3 separate regions of the Mus musculus genome follow, and all the other regions are linked to region 2. A link is a contact called in public Hi-C and HiCAR-type data. All regions are on one chromosome and are shown on one strand. Each heading gives the region's core, a stretch centred on a gene start, on an enhancer-like site or on the middle of the called end of the contact. The rest is flanking DNA. Distances are from core to core; before and after follow the strand shown. Region 1 holds the start of Cdkn2a (cyclin dependent kinase inhibitor 2A). Region 2 holds the start of Elavl2 (ELAV like RNA binding protein 1). Region 3 has its middle 140 kb from the start of Gm32035.

Evidence for each region. A called contact is a pair of places that touch in the nucleus more often than the background predicts. HiCAR-type assays count read pairs that join an accessible place to other places.
Region 1: a HiCAR-type map of astrocytes shows a contact between it and region 2, with 2.8 times the contacts expected there. The contact joins the promoter of Cdkn2a here to the promoter of Elavl2 in region 2. A contact is called at or near these places in 5 of 39 promoter capture datasets (cranial neural crest, frontonasal cranial neural crest, hippocampal neurons and 2 more), 1 of 484 Hi-C or Micro-C datasets (cranial neural crest), 1 of 115 datasets of contacts at active chromatin or transcription factors (astrocytes) and 1 of 9 other capture datasets (embryonic stem cells).
Region 3: a Hi-C map of the N1E-115 cell line shows a contact between it and region 2, with 9 times the contacts expected there. The contact joins the enhancer-like site here to the promoter of Elavl2 in region 2. A contact is called at or near these places in 4 of 484 Hi-C or Micro-C datasets (the N1E-115 cell line, cerebral cortex and cortical neurons) and 6 of 115 datasets of contacts at active chromatin or transcription factors (SST interneurons, astrocytes, embryonic forebrain and 3 more).

The regions. Positions count from the first base shown.
Region 1 is chr4:89,279,476-89,284,333 of GRCm38.p6, reverse strand. Cdkn2a (cyclin dependent kinase inhibitor 2A) reads left to right here and starts at 2,142. Exons shown (of 3, transcript NM_001040654.1): 1 at 2,142-2,348. The coding sequence starts at 2,223.
Region 2 is chr4:91,375,131-91,380,043 of GRCm38.p6, reverse strand. It overlaps Elavl2 (ELAV like RNA binding protein 1), which reads left to right and starts at 3,548. Exons shown (of 8, transcript NM_001347149.2): 1 at 3,548-4,108.
Region 3 is chr4:94,004,375-94,008,808 of GRCm38.p6, reverse strand. No RefSeq gene overlaps it. Among named protein-coding and RNA genes, the nearest start is that of Gm32035, 140 kb to the right of the region's middle. Within about 2 kb of position 1,483, at least 14 of the 459 cell types and tissues checked have an H3K27ac peak or open chromatin away from gene starts, as enhancers often do. A contact at or near this core is called in the N1E-115 cell line and SST interneurons, where this site is marked.

The sequences.
Region 1 (4,858 bases), core at 893-3,392, 2.1 Mb after region 2:
ACAATACACCATTTTTCCTTCCAGTTAACAATCAGAGGGCAACACTTATTTTTAAAGGAAAATCGACTCCATAAGGGACTTTATAAAGGGGTAGACATAAACCAGTATCAGGGATAAACTCTCCGTTCCCCTGTTTAACCTAATTTTCCCAGGGCCATCCTGGAATACGAATTTTCTCTTGAAATACAGTCAAAGAAAAAGTGGTAGGCTACAGAGCAGAGGAAACACTGGACACAGCGACCCACCCCAGAGTCACTTCCCTTAATCTAATGACTAGGTTTTTTCTGAAAGTTATTTTGTTAGAACACAGGAACTTTTGCGACCACAGTGATGCTTTTAGAGGGTTGAATCCTCAAAAAGAAAATTAATCGCAACTAGTAGAAGGGAGATTACTTATTGATTCTTATAACTTCTGCAGGAATACACAGTTATGAGTTAGGGCAAAGAGAAAATTGACTTTTAATATTCTCTATCACTAACATGAGAGAACATGTATGTGTTCCAAAATAATTTTTATTTATTGAAAACCCGCTATATACCTGGATTTTCACAGAATATTCATTACTCTCCAAAATGGCCTTTTCTAGGTGAATTTTATTTTCCTTACAGACCTCAAGAAGTTTACATAATTTACTTAAACCTGAGGAGAGAGAACAAAGCCTCAGAAAATTTACATAGTTTATTTAAACTAAACTCAGCTTGCTTGGTAGCAGCTTCTAATCCCAGCAGTTAAAGAGACAGAAGCAGGGCCAACCTGGGGTATAATATAAGGTGAGACTCTCCTTTCTTTCTCTCTGTCTCTGTCTGTCTCTGTCTCTGTGTGTGTGTGTGTGTGTGTGTGTGTGTGTGTGTGTCTCCTCTCTCTCTCTCTCTCTCTCTCTCTCTCTCTCTCTGTCTCTCTCTCCCTCCCCCTCCCTCCCTCTCCCCCTCCTCTCTCCCTCCCTCTCCCTCCCCCCCCCCCACACATTTGAATTCGTGGAGTTGGTAAATGAGGGGTCAGTTCTCTGTCTGTCTGTAGTTTTGTGTCCACAGGATATGACTGACATTCTCACCACACACATACAAAGTCAAAAATAGCTGTGGCCATATAAAGAATATGGGGAGAGAAAATTATTCAAAATCTGCAGAAAATAATGCCAGGCCTTTAATCCTGGCACCCAGGAGGCAGAAGGGAGACAGAGTTCTGAGTTTATGCTGAGTTCCAGGAGTGGAAGAAAGGGCCATTGCCTTTCTGGTGAGGACTGTCTTTTTAAATCCTCCCTTCTGTCCAGTACTGGTAACTCTGCCCAAAGCGTGTTCTTCTTCCTGCCTCACAAGATTGCAAAGACGTTTTTAACGAACAATTTAAACCGGTGCAACGTTTATGCGCAGCACACCAACTCATTTAAACAAACAACAGCCCCATAAAATAGAAATACTTTATAAGCAGATTGCCCTCCGATGACTTCACCCCGTCACTTTTTTATAGTTGTGTACAGAATCCTAGCACTGATACAGCAACATCAGAAATGTTTCTGCAAATCCTTCGCAAAGATTCGGATTTCATACTGGGCGTGGTACCCTCCAAAATGAGTTGTTTGAGCTAGGGTTGTTGGGATCTCAGCTTGGCGAAGTTGTAGCTCTTTCTTCTGAATAAAAGATGACACAATTTTCTGCTAAGATGTTAAATACCTTAAGTTTCAGTGTAGTGATGAAAATTACCCTCCTTCGTTTTTCTAATACCTGGGTGTTGCACTGGGGAGGAAGGAGAGATTTCGAGAAGGACTAGTTCACTTTCTCAGAAGACACGTGTGCACTTCTTTGCTGTGCGGGTCCAGAAGGAGCCCAGCGTGTCAAAGGGTGACCAGGCATGGGGGAGGGGTGTTAGCGTGGGTAGCAGGCGGGGGCTGTCCGATCCTTTAGCGCTGTTTCAACGCCCAGCTCTCCTCCTGAACCCTGCATCTCTTCTGTAGTCCGGGCTCCATCCCTTTCCCCTCCCCCATCCGGAGGTGGGGGGAACAGCAGTGTTTTCAGGGGTGTTCAATTCATGCTATATTCAGGGCAAATAGCGCCACCTATGGCGGGCTGTGGAGCCAGGTCAGGAGCAGAGTGTGGCTCCCCCCCCCCCCCACACCATCCTCAGAGGAAGGAAGGAGGGACCCACTGGTCACACGACTGGGCGATTGGGCGGGCACTGAATCTCCGCGAGGAAAGCGAACTCGAGGAGAGCCATCTGGAGCAGCATGGAGTCCGCTGCAGACAGACTGGCCAGGGCGGCGGCCCAGGGCCGTGTGCATGACGTGCGGGCACTGCTGGAAGCCGGGGTTTCGCCCAACGCCCCGAACTCTTTCGGTCGTACCCCGATTCAGGTAGGCAAGGAGTGTCCCATCTGCAGTCGGGTAACTTTTGTTCAGGAAGAGATAACATTTCAATTACCATTTGAAATGCATACCCCAGATATTTTTGTTTGTTTGTTTGTTTTTGTTGTTGCTGCTGCCCACCGGAGCCACCCATTAAACTAACTTGTTATAGTGAAACCATTTTGGCATCGAGTTTTCAGTGTCTTATTTTTGAGAAGTCTTGTTTCTCCCATCTACTGTCAGCTGATTAATTCTGGTCTTGCTTTTACCAGATTACTAAGTTTCAGCCTAAAAGGAGTCCTGGCCCTAGAAATGTCTGTAACTATCCTTTCTAACTCTAACAAAGAAAATTCCCGTGAAACAAATGTGCATTCCAGAGCCTGTGCATAATAAGCTGAAGAAAAAGAACATCGGTTTCAACTTGACTAAAAAGGCTGGAAGGTGCCTTCTGAAACTGCAACATAGACTATATTTTACACACTTTAAATCACAGAATAAAAATAAACAAACGAGTTTGGGACCTTGAGATCATTTGCAAGTCAAGCGTGGAAACCTCTTTGATTCTAGACAGGTTGGGTGGTTGTGCGAGATAAATGTGAACCTTTTAAAATAACGTGTCTATAGTTTGCAGTTTAACATTTGCAGTGTTACCAGTTGCTGAGAAGTTTGCCTTTGGAGTCCTAAAATATGTAAGAGAGGACCGTATTCATTGAATACAGAAAAGTTAAGAAAGTTGGGTAGATAGTTTTAACGGGGAAGGAGGAAGTTGGTTTGGTTTCAGAGCCATAACCCATTTGATGTTCAGGCAGAAATGCTGGGGGGGGGGGAGGAGAGGAGAGGAGAGGAGAGGAGAGGAGGAAGAGGAGGAGGAGGAGGAGGAGGAGAGAGGGGAGGGGAGGGGAGGGGAGATAAGCCTAGAAGAGAGAAGAGAAGAGAAGAGAAGAGAAGAGAAGAGAAGAGAAGAGAAGAGAAGAGAAGAGAAGAGAAGAGAAGAGAAGAGGAAAAATAAGCCAGGCTGGTTTTTTTGGGGGTGTTTGTTTGTTTGTTTTTTAATCCCAGAATCAAGAGACAGAGGCAAACTAATCTTTTCAGTTCTAGGTCAGCAGGGATGACATAGAGAAAACCCTGTATAGAAACACCTCCCCCCTAACAAAAGAAGAGTAGAAAGAAAATAACAAAACAAAAAAACCCAAGGTACTTTCTTAAAGGATTTAGTATTCATTTTATTTTTGCTATTTCAACTTTTCCATACCATAAAAGATGTGAGCATTTTTTTTCCTATCACAGGGTTTCCCCTTCTACCTTTATTATTTTTTTATTCTCCCCAACTCCCTCCCCAACCCTTCTACTTTCCCTCCCAGGTCCCTCCCTCCCTCCCCACTTGTGATTGCTTTCTTCAGATGTGAGCAATTTTTAAAACCAATTTTATGAGCAAGATGGAGGTCTTCAACACACAGTATTGTTACTTTCTCTTTTCTGTAGTTCCTTTACAGTTTTGCTGAAACCTAAGTTAGTTTTACTTTCTTCGGAGAATGATTCAGCAATACTAGTGCAATTATATTATCTTCATTATTTTATATGTGTATATATATATGAGAGAGAGAGAAATTCATCTTAGAAATCACACATAATTCTGAGTGCCTACGTCCACTGCCTTCCCTCTCTTCTCTGCCTCCATCAGCACTGAATAAGAGATGTCTGAAGTTATAAAACCATCTGTGGCCAACAAAACCGTGTTGGATGAGCTGATGACACTCCAGCCCCTCTACCACACACACACACACACACACACACACACACACACACACACACACACACACACACGGAACACATGGGAGGAGAAGGGAGGGAGGGAGGGATGATGGACTTTTGAGGAGTTGAGAGAGCACAGAACCGCAAAGTGATTAGATCTTCCTCTTAGAAGCCAGAAGTTCCTGAAGGTTTATCAAGGTCCACTCTTCAGGCTTGTTCTAGTGGCAAACTTCTTGGCTTTCCATGTGGATTGTTTTTTGTTTCTTTTTTTGTTTGTTTGGTTTTTTTGGCAATGTGTGCAAGACTGTTGTTGCTAATACGGTTCTTGAGAAGACTCCTGAGGCTAAAACTTTCAACAGGAGAGGAGGAGGAGATGGCAGCTGAAGCGGTGGGTAAACAGAAGCAGGGACCTGAGGAGAAGGAAGTGTGCCTGAGATTGTAGCACTAGGAGCAAGACTTGTTCCTGAGGCAAGTTGCCAGGGTGGTTGTTATTATTCATACAGGAGACACAGGTAGCAGGGCATCAATTACATTAGTGTAACATTGTCCTTAACTTCCTATAGTCTGAGTGCAGATTCCAAACCTATGCTCAAGTTTATTCCAGTATCAGCAAAAGTTTCTTTATTCTTAGCCCTAGATAAAATTAGTTCAAAAACCGTGGGTTCTCTGTACAAAGTGGTATTGGGGGTTTTCTTGTTTTCTCTAAGGCAAATTTTGCCTAGTTTATTGTCCAGTTAACTTTACAGAGCTTAAAATAAATTCTTTTA
Region 2 (4,913 bases), core at 2,299-4,798:
GATGAAAAACTCTGAGGTAGGCTTGCCAGACTTTTCCAAGATTACTGGGATTTGCATTTATTTTGCAAGAACACCTTGATGAAAGGGTTGCTCCTCCAGGCAGTGGGGGAAGGGAGTGGAGTAGAGGAAGAGGACACACATCCAGGCTCAAACTCTGGGGCTTGTCACAATGGCCGGGCTATAACAAAAGGAAGCTTAATTCCAAACAAACCTGTTTCGATGGAGGACAGAGTCTGCCTCAAATCCGTGGTGTAAAAGCTTTCACCAACGAGCTTGAAACCGAGTCTCAACGGGAGGAACAGAAAATACGTCGCCAATCTTGCTCTGCAAACTTTACTCTGTCCGCTAGGCTGGTCTCTGTCCATGGTACTAATTTCTGACTCAACTAATTCCTGACTCATTCTTCTGTGTGCTCTCAGGACCTAAACTCTCAGAAGTGTCCAATATATCCATAACTTTTTCTGTTTTTCAAGCTGTAAAAAGAAAGCTTATATACTCCTTTCAGAAGGGAAAGTAAAGAAGGTAGTGGGCAGGTTATATAATATCAACACCTCGTATGCAGGATTTAAATCGTATATTTCCAATATGATGAACACAAAATCTCCCCAAAGCTAAACAATCAGAAAAATAGCATTTCAATTCCCTTAAAAGGAACACTATTTAAAATTTCCAAGCCAATTTAAATAGTAATTCACACATATCTGAGCTACCTTATTCACTATTTTTAAAAAAAAGTTATGAGTAGTTTGCAGAGACTTTAATTATGGTCAAGTCACCCCTTCTCCTCCTGTAGAAGGGCTTGTATAAGGGAGTTATTTATCTTAACAACACTGTCCACAATGCCTTTAAGTATTCCTGGGAGGGACATGTTCTTTTATGAGTAAACTTCAGTAATATAGCCAATTGAAGTCTTTAAATCTCAGCTTTGAAAAGCACTACTTTGCAATTTTATCAACACTCAACTTTTCTCCATGCTTTTGGGAGCTCCCCAAACTCTCGCCCCTTTCTGTCTCAAGTCAAAATACTGCTGAGGTTTCAAGAGAATGTCAGACCTAACATGACTTAATCAGAATTTGAATGATCATGAAAAGACTGTTTATCTAATGCAAGTTTAGGTGCTGAGGATAATTCTTTTTCTTAACTATGAATCAAGAGGTGTTGATTAAAATTTGTGCTTAATTTAGGTGGGATGTTTGCACATAGCCTTCATTAATCGCTAGAAGCACAGTGCACCTTAATGTTTCGAGTTTGGCGTATGAAATTCACAGTGAGATCTGCATCCATATATCACTTGCCATTTTATTTTTAAAAGTCAGAAAAGCAAATGTTGCTTATCTATTTAAAGGTTTTTAAAAGTTAACATCTGTATTATTTAAGGAGTAAGCCACCATTTAAAGATATTTTCAGCTTCCCAGGTAATCTGTGCTATCTACAAAGAAAAGACAACATGTTGAATATAGCAATGTTTTGAAAATATTTCCTCTTCTGCCAAACTGAGACAAAGCATCTATACCGAATGTACAGAATTAAGGAATTTTTGCATTCGAATGAACAGCTTTATTACTTTCCATGTAATGTCTTTATTAGTTTCCACCCATAAAAAGGTACTTGTGCCTTTACCAATGTAAGAATCCCCTTCAAACTGCTACTATTTTATGAATGTATGGAACTAATGCAATATCAGGGTGTGAACATGATCACAAGGAGAAAATATGGTTCATCTCATGCATAAATGAATAAATCAAACAGTAGTGTAGTTTTGTCATTTTTTTCCATGCAGAGGTGGTAGGTGAGAGGAATTGAAGGTATTTGACAAGAAACCCAGTCTGCTGTTATTCATATTTCTATTGTAAACAGGGATGCAGGCTTTCTTATATTTTGGTCTCCTGGCTTCTTTTCTTCAAGCTGCTGTTTTTTCCCTTAATTTGTCTGTAGTTTCACTGGAGACTAGTTAATAGTTTTAAGTTGAAATTAAGCCCCAAGGAGCTATTGTTATATAAAAAGTAGGAGGTGGGAGCTCCAAAATGATAATTCTAAATGGTAATTATACACATAGATTCAGGCCCACTTTTCCTACCCTAGTTGTTGTTATGCAAAATAATATAACTTAGATACTGTTACACAGGTTAAACGGGGGATAAACAGGTCCCCAGTTCTTTACATTAATCATTTATCAAACTCAAGGACGCGCTCAAGGAACACCAATTTCCTTTCCACTTCTAAGTCACTTGCTCTCAGACCATCTTTCTCTTTCCCTCTGACATTCCATCTTCCTGCAATGTTTAATTTCTACCGTTGCCTTTGCTCTCTTACATTATCAAGGACAGTGACTAGTAGCAAATAAACATAGTAGTAAAATAATTTTTGAGAGAAGAGAGATTATGTAAGAAATATATGTACTGTTTAGGAAGTTGAGGCTATCTGTCAAAACTGAAAAATTCCTTGGGAATGAACTAAGTTAGGTGGATATTGTTTCTCATTGTAAATACATCTAGGTAAATTTAGTAATCTCACTTTCACTTAACGGAAGAAATAAGTATGAATAAACCTGCACTTCAGCCTCTTGAATATTACTCAAACATGAGGTTGGAATAAAGAAATCTTCATCTATAAAGCAAAGACATAGACAGCACTTGGTCTACTGATCAAACTTTTGAATTCTCAAAAGAACCTGGTAAAGGCTGAACTATCTTTACTGTCAGCAATCCTTGTGAGGTTCAAGATCTGTATTGCCAGCAAATGCAAAGGAGTGGCTTGTTTTAATTTTATATGTAGCTGCTCTTTTTACCTCCAACTGAAGGACCTTATTTCAATTCATTACCTGTTTTTTTGTTTTTGTTAAGTACGATGTTTTTGCTACCCCCTTTTAACCCTGACATACATTGAAAGCTAGTTCAAACTGTACAGATTCAGTTGAAACCATTTCTATTTCATTCTTATTCTAAAAGGAGAGAGAGAGAGAGAGAGAGAGAGAGAGAGAGAGAAAGAGAGAGAAAGAGGTGGACATATTAAAATAGAGAAACATACACACAGTTACCCAATATCTAATACAGATGTAAAGATTACTGGAACACAAACCAAAAAAGGCATGCGGACAAGTAATGGGTGTACGTTCAAATCCCTCTCAAATCAAAGAGAGGCGCTCTCGATGACTCATACATACCGGACAGTTTACTATTACAAAGAAACATGCCAAAGATGCAGCCGTGAGGGCAAATAAAACGAATCTTTTGGAAGCAGAAAGACTTAAGAGGAAAATAGATGGTGCAATATCGCAAACTCTCATAGTACAGTTCCCTCCCACGTTGCTCTCTCTCTCTCTCTCCCATCTCTTTTTGCTTCTTGCATTTCCCTTCGCCGCCAGTGTTAAGTGTGTACCTCCCGGCACAACTTACCTTGAAACGGGACTCCATTGAGCTCTCAAGAGTGACATAAGTCCCTAGCCAATCACCTAGCAGAGCTTCGCCTGGGCGGCCTCAATAGAAGCGTCTCGCCCAATCAGAAACCTGGGGCGATGAGCATGTTGCGTTGTGGCGCAACTCGGCGTATACTTCCGCGCGTGCTGCCCGGGATAGGACTCTGGCAGAGCAGCTGCACACACGGCAGTGCGGAGGCAGAGAAGGGGTTGGTGATACGGTGCTATAAATCTGTGGTCCAGTCCACCTCCCTTTTAAGACGTCCTCCCCCCTTATTTCTGTTCTCACTTAGAGATGCAGCAGCTTACTCCTGTAGCGACCTACTAAAAAGCAACACGGAGAAAGACATCGTCTTTTTGAAAAAACGTTCTTTCGTCTCTTTTCTTTGTTCCTTGGTTTGTTTTTCTTGCACCTTTTTGTTTAGTTGAACGGCAATAGGAGTAGTCTCTCCGTCTTTTTAAACTCTCTTTTTTAAGTTTCCCCTCCCCTTTCATATTTTTTTTCATCATTTCTTTTAGCATTGGACTTTGGGGTCGAAAGCATTTCTTTTTATTTGCTTCTTTTAAGCCGAGCACAGTTTAGGTTTCGTGCTGTCTTAAGAGAACTATCCAGCAGCTTCTTGCTCATCCTTATTGGGAGAAGTGCACCGTTACTTTAAAAATACACATACACAAAAACCTTAAGGGAGAAAGGTAAGTTTCGGTTTGGTTTCTTTAATCATTAGTTGCAGCGATGCGCTGGCAAACCCAGAAAACCTGTAAGTGAGCGGAATACAGAATGTGAAGTTAATTGCACATGTTTGCCTCATTTCAAAGCGACTGCTTTGCTTTTTTTTATTTTTATTTTTATTTTTTTTATTCTTGAGAGCCAGACTAGAAGACAGTGGACGCATGCTTAACGTACTGAATATTCGAAAATGTCACTTGATAGAAACTTAAGTGGTAAATGTGGTCAAGATCCAGCAGGCTACAATGGGAGGCTACATGTTCAGTGAGCTTCGGGGTTGAGGTTGGAAGTTCATTTCGTGGGAAGAGAGGGATAACTTGAATGTTGGAGGGGAATGCATGCCTCTACTTTCGCAAAGGAATCGGAGGACTGGGGAAATCAGAAGCCCTGGACTTACTTGCAGATTAGACCAGTGGGGAAAATCCTCAGCTTAATTGCATTAACTAGATAGCGTGTGCCGGGGAGATGGGATTGCCAGATGGAATTTAGATGCTGCACCAGGCAGCGAGTTGTAGTTGCCTGGAAAAAGTACATACAGCCTAAGGGCTGGGGCTGGGCTGGGGCTGGGGTAAGGTTAGAAGCTGTCAAAACTCATCATTGCCAGAATTGAGGACTCTGATTCACGGATTCCAATGATTGTAATTCAGATTTTAAAGAAGACTGCCAATTTGGGGCCGAATCTTTGAGCCTATACCGGATATGAGATTCCCTTTGTTCAGAAAAGCGTAAATAAGATCCTTGGAGCCGTGAGTGTGAAGTGGCAGCTGCTTG
Region 3 (4,434 bases), core at 234-2,733, 2.6 Mb before region 2:
TTATCAAATGCCATCACTCCTTAACCTATACAATAATTCCACTGTATTATTCCATGGTTAAAACCTTTCAACTCATTTTCTTTGTACTTGAAAATATGCATTTTACCTTTTTCTTAGAGATGGTAAAGAACCTGAGTTTGGAACGGAATAATGGGTTTTTTTTTTCTTTCTTAGAGTTACTCTCAGTAACTAAATGCTTTCTGTAAAAAAATTTTAAAAATCTAATATATAAGATACCAGGGTGACACCATTAGATAATTATAGCATGTTTAAATCTCATGTTTTTTTTTTCTTTTTCATTTTGGTTGTTGCTATGGTCAGCAAATGGACCCTGGAATCCCTTGCAAGCTATACTCACCCATCTGACTGTAGTAGGATACTGTAATAGGCAAATAACAGAGAAAACCAGTGACTTAGTCGATGTGACCACATTAAAATAGAAACAAAGAGGTGTAGTGACACCTCTTCATCTCCCCTCTATCCTCGAAGTCCTGACATGAGGTTTAGTTTTAAGTAGAGTGTAAAAGATATGCACATTTAAACAGTCTTGTCTGTCCATCATTGTCTGGACTTCATATTCTCCTGATGAGTTGCCAGAATTGTGTGAAATTCCTTTCCTAGAGATAAGTTTCTTCTCTGGCTGGTACCAGACTGCAGCCTTTTCCTTCTCTCTGTGTAAGACTACTGGGGACACTCTAATTTCTTGGGAGTCCATTTATCAATAGTTTGAGAGACAAAGGGAGCCACATGGTGTCCCTCCTTAGACTACCCTCGGTACTGCCACGACAGTCACACTCTGAGAAGCATCTGAGTTCTTTAAGCCAAAAAGCAGAGCCTTATTTCTGGGTTTCTTTGTGGGCAAATGTTACCTCAAAGCCTTCCAGATCTTGCAGTCCATGAGCTGCCCTGACCACTCTTGACAGTGAGAGCAGTGTCAAAATTAAAAGTTTTAAAACAAAATGTTAGAAGCTAAATCGTCTTTTAATTGAAAGTATATATATTTTCTTTTAAAAACAGTCTAGAAAGACTGTTTTTGTGTTGAGTTTGTATTATTTAATTGTGTGTGTGTGTGTGTGTGTGTCCTGTTACTCGATTCTCTTTTTCTATTCTGACTGGTTGGGACAGGTGCTGGAATGTTTAGCTAAGAAGGTTACAGCTTCCCATCTGTTTTAATGCCTCTGCACTGATACTACCAGTCCTGCTCTTTTAACAAAGAAGTGCATCACTTTTCCAACAGAGGGCAGTGTTACCTAAAACAATAAGCCCTCACCAAGTCCCAGGATTTGGAAGTGTCCTCTGCGAGGAGTTGAAAGGACACGGGGAAACAATTTCTTTCTTTCATTCCTGGTTTTGTAGCTTTGACCACAGTTGCCATTTTTAAAAAATGAAAACTATATAAAAAAAAACTCTCCTAAGTGTCCCTGACCTCCAAGGAAGAAACTGAGAAAATAAAGGCAGCATGCATAGAGGGTAGGTTCTGGTTATGCTGACCGGAGAATTACAAAACCCTGCCCTTGGCTGCCTCAGCCACCTTCAGCCTGTTATGTGGACGTTTGGCTTTGAGAAAAAGGAAGGGTCCGTGAGGCCGTACCACAGACTACATCAGGTGGTGTTCCTTTTGTGCGTTTTCTGAACATGCTTGGTGCTTCTGGTTTCCTGATGGAAAAGGAGCTTGGCTCCATTTGTAAATTAGGATACACAGTTTGGCATATGTGCCTTTAAACATTAAAGGATGCTCAATTTTCAGCACTGAGTTTTGATATCATCTTCTTAGTCAGGAATACTTGGTTAATGTCAGGAAACACATGTTTGTTAAATGTTTACTTCCTTTCTGGGATTACAACCATACGCAACTTATCCCATGTAATTGTTATGACATGTTTAAGAGGTTGAGAGAGTTCACCTTTTCTTATAGAAGAAGAGGATTGCAAGAAAAGTTGAGCAATATCAAATCAGCTGGCGGCAGAGGTAAGCAGTGAACTCATCTCTCATGTGAGACTCACTCTGTCACTGACTAACAGACTGGCTCTAGGAAACCTTGAATAGATGAGTTATTGTAGTTCAGAATGATAGAAAATGGTATCTCAACATAGTGGATCAGACATAAGTACATACATGGTCAGTGGTTTTCCGTCTTGCCTAATTTGTGTTTGTGTGCATGTGTGTGTATGTGTGTGCACAAAGGTGTGGAGGCCAGAGGATAGCATTGGGTGTTTGGCTTTAGGTGTCATCATCAGCCACAAGTGCATCAAGAACAAGAACAACAATTACAAAAAAGAAAAGTGAAGGAAAAACAAATAAGCAAACCTACTCTCTTATACCAGCTTGGAACTCAACAAATAGGCTGGGCTGGATGGAGTGAGGCCCAGGTATTCACCTGCCTCTATACACCCAGCACTGGGATTATAATGCAAGCCACGACATCTGACTTTTCATAGGAGTTCTAAGGATCACACTCAGGCCTTTATGGTTGTAAGGCAAGCACTTTTCTAACTGAACTATCACTGTGGTTTCTCCTTTCCTTAATCTTTACATTTCTTGCAGTCGTTAAAAATTGGACATTTTAGAACATCTTTTCAGCCTTACCCGAAAAGGCTAATAGCAATCCCCCCCCCCCCCCCCCAGAAAAGACATTTTAAAAGACATTTTAAATCTCTCTCTATATATACCTTTAGCCCTTGTGTTGTTAAAAGTTCAAAATGCCTGCTTATCATTTGGGTTTTCTTGATAGATAAAACAGTAACGAAATGCCTGGAGAAGGGGAAGTTGACCTGAAGGGCAACTTCTGAAAGAACACCATCCAGATCACCACAGAAGTACCCAACCAGAGAGGCAAGAGGGCCTTCCTAAAAGACTGGCTGTTCTTGCAAAAGTCCTAGTGAGTCACAGGGGCCAGGCCAGGGTCCTGGGCTTCTAGAGGAAATAGACATGATCTCACTAAGACCCTTCATCACACACCAGCCCACTAGACAGCAAGGCTGACTGCAGTAGCCTCTCCACTGCCTCAGTCTGATTTCCAAAAACAGAACGACCTGCCTCGAGAAGAGTATTATTAGCAGCACAGAGAGACTCTCATCTTTTTTTCTTTCCATTTTTTTTCCATAATGAGTAAACACAGAGGTCCAGGCAGTCAAAGGTGCCAGCCTACACAAGTGTTTTCAAAGCCATCTCTGAAACGAACACTGGGGTGCTGTGTCTCATAACCCTACACAAAACTGACGGTAGCCAGCTGTTTTCTGAGCTAAACACTTTCCTGAAGAGCCAAAAGCCAGGAGGCAAAAAGGGAGAATGTGAAAATAACTCCTCTCCTCCCAAACCGCAGATGACAGATCAGCCAGAAAGGACCCTGGAGGAAACAGAAGTCAATGAGGCAAAAGTCCTTGCAAATGACCCTGGCTGCTTCTCTCTCCTGCTGCAGAGACGATCCACCCAAATGGCCTTTTAGCAGCGCGGCATCGGAACGCCGTCTCTTCGGTTAGCATACTATACTATACTTGCTCTCAATTGTGAAATGATTAGATCTTAGAGCATCGATCTCAGAGTGTAGGTATTTTCTTACAGCATTTATCTTCTTCCGTTTTCTATGTCTGTCTCTTTCCTGAAATATGGGAAGTCAGGAAGACTTTAAACAGTCTAATCCTCACTTTCATGGATTCGGTGGACTTTCTAGACTAACCCTGGGGACTAGTCTTCTCAGGGCTAGAGATTTACTGTTGTTTAAAGTGTGATACATTGGGTGTGGGAAGAAGCATTGAATAGGAAGCTAACAAAACTGAAATGAAAGGACCACTAATTTCAAGGCTCTGTCTGGTTCCGGTTGACTTATGAGGGGGGAGGTGGATATGATGAGGGCAGCCATTTTAGTGGAGATATGACATGGGCAGGCATTTTATTTACTAATACGTCATGAGGTGTATTTTTCAGCTGTATTTAAAAGATGATCTGGAAGCTACTGTGAAAACGGGTTTGAGAACTAAAGGATGTTATAGAAAATATGATTTTGAATCACTCTTGTGAGGCTATTGGGCTTTGAAATGTGGCAAAGAGGTATGCTTTGAAAGCATAGGTCTAGGAAATCATTTTAGACTTGGATTGAGTTAAAATCATACTGCCATGCGTAATTCCATGCTCTTTCGGGTGAAGGAGCATCGGAGGACCCTTATGTGGTACTGACCTTTGTGCTACTGGCTCTTCAGTTTCTAGGTTAGTTGTCCTTTGATGCTCTTAGGTCTTCAACTTCACATATGTGTGACCATGTAGCAGCAGTGTTTTTGCATTCATAAGATAATATGATAGTAACCAAGTTTAAATGACAATGAATAAAGAGAGAAAACCAGACACAGAAGCAGGAATAATGAGAAGGTAGCAGGAAATCAGTAAGTGCAGAATATTATGAAGCAAGTTAATCAATCCCTTCCTCACCCGGCAGCCACA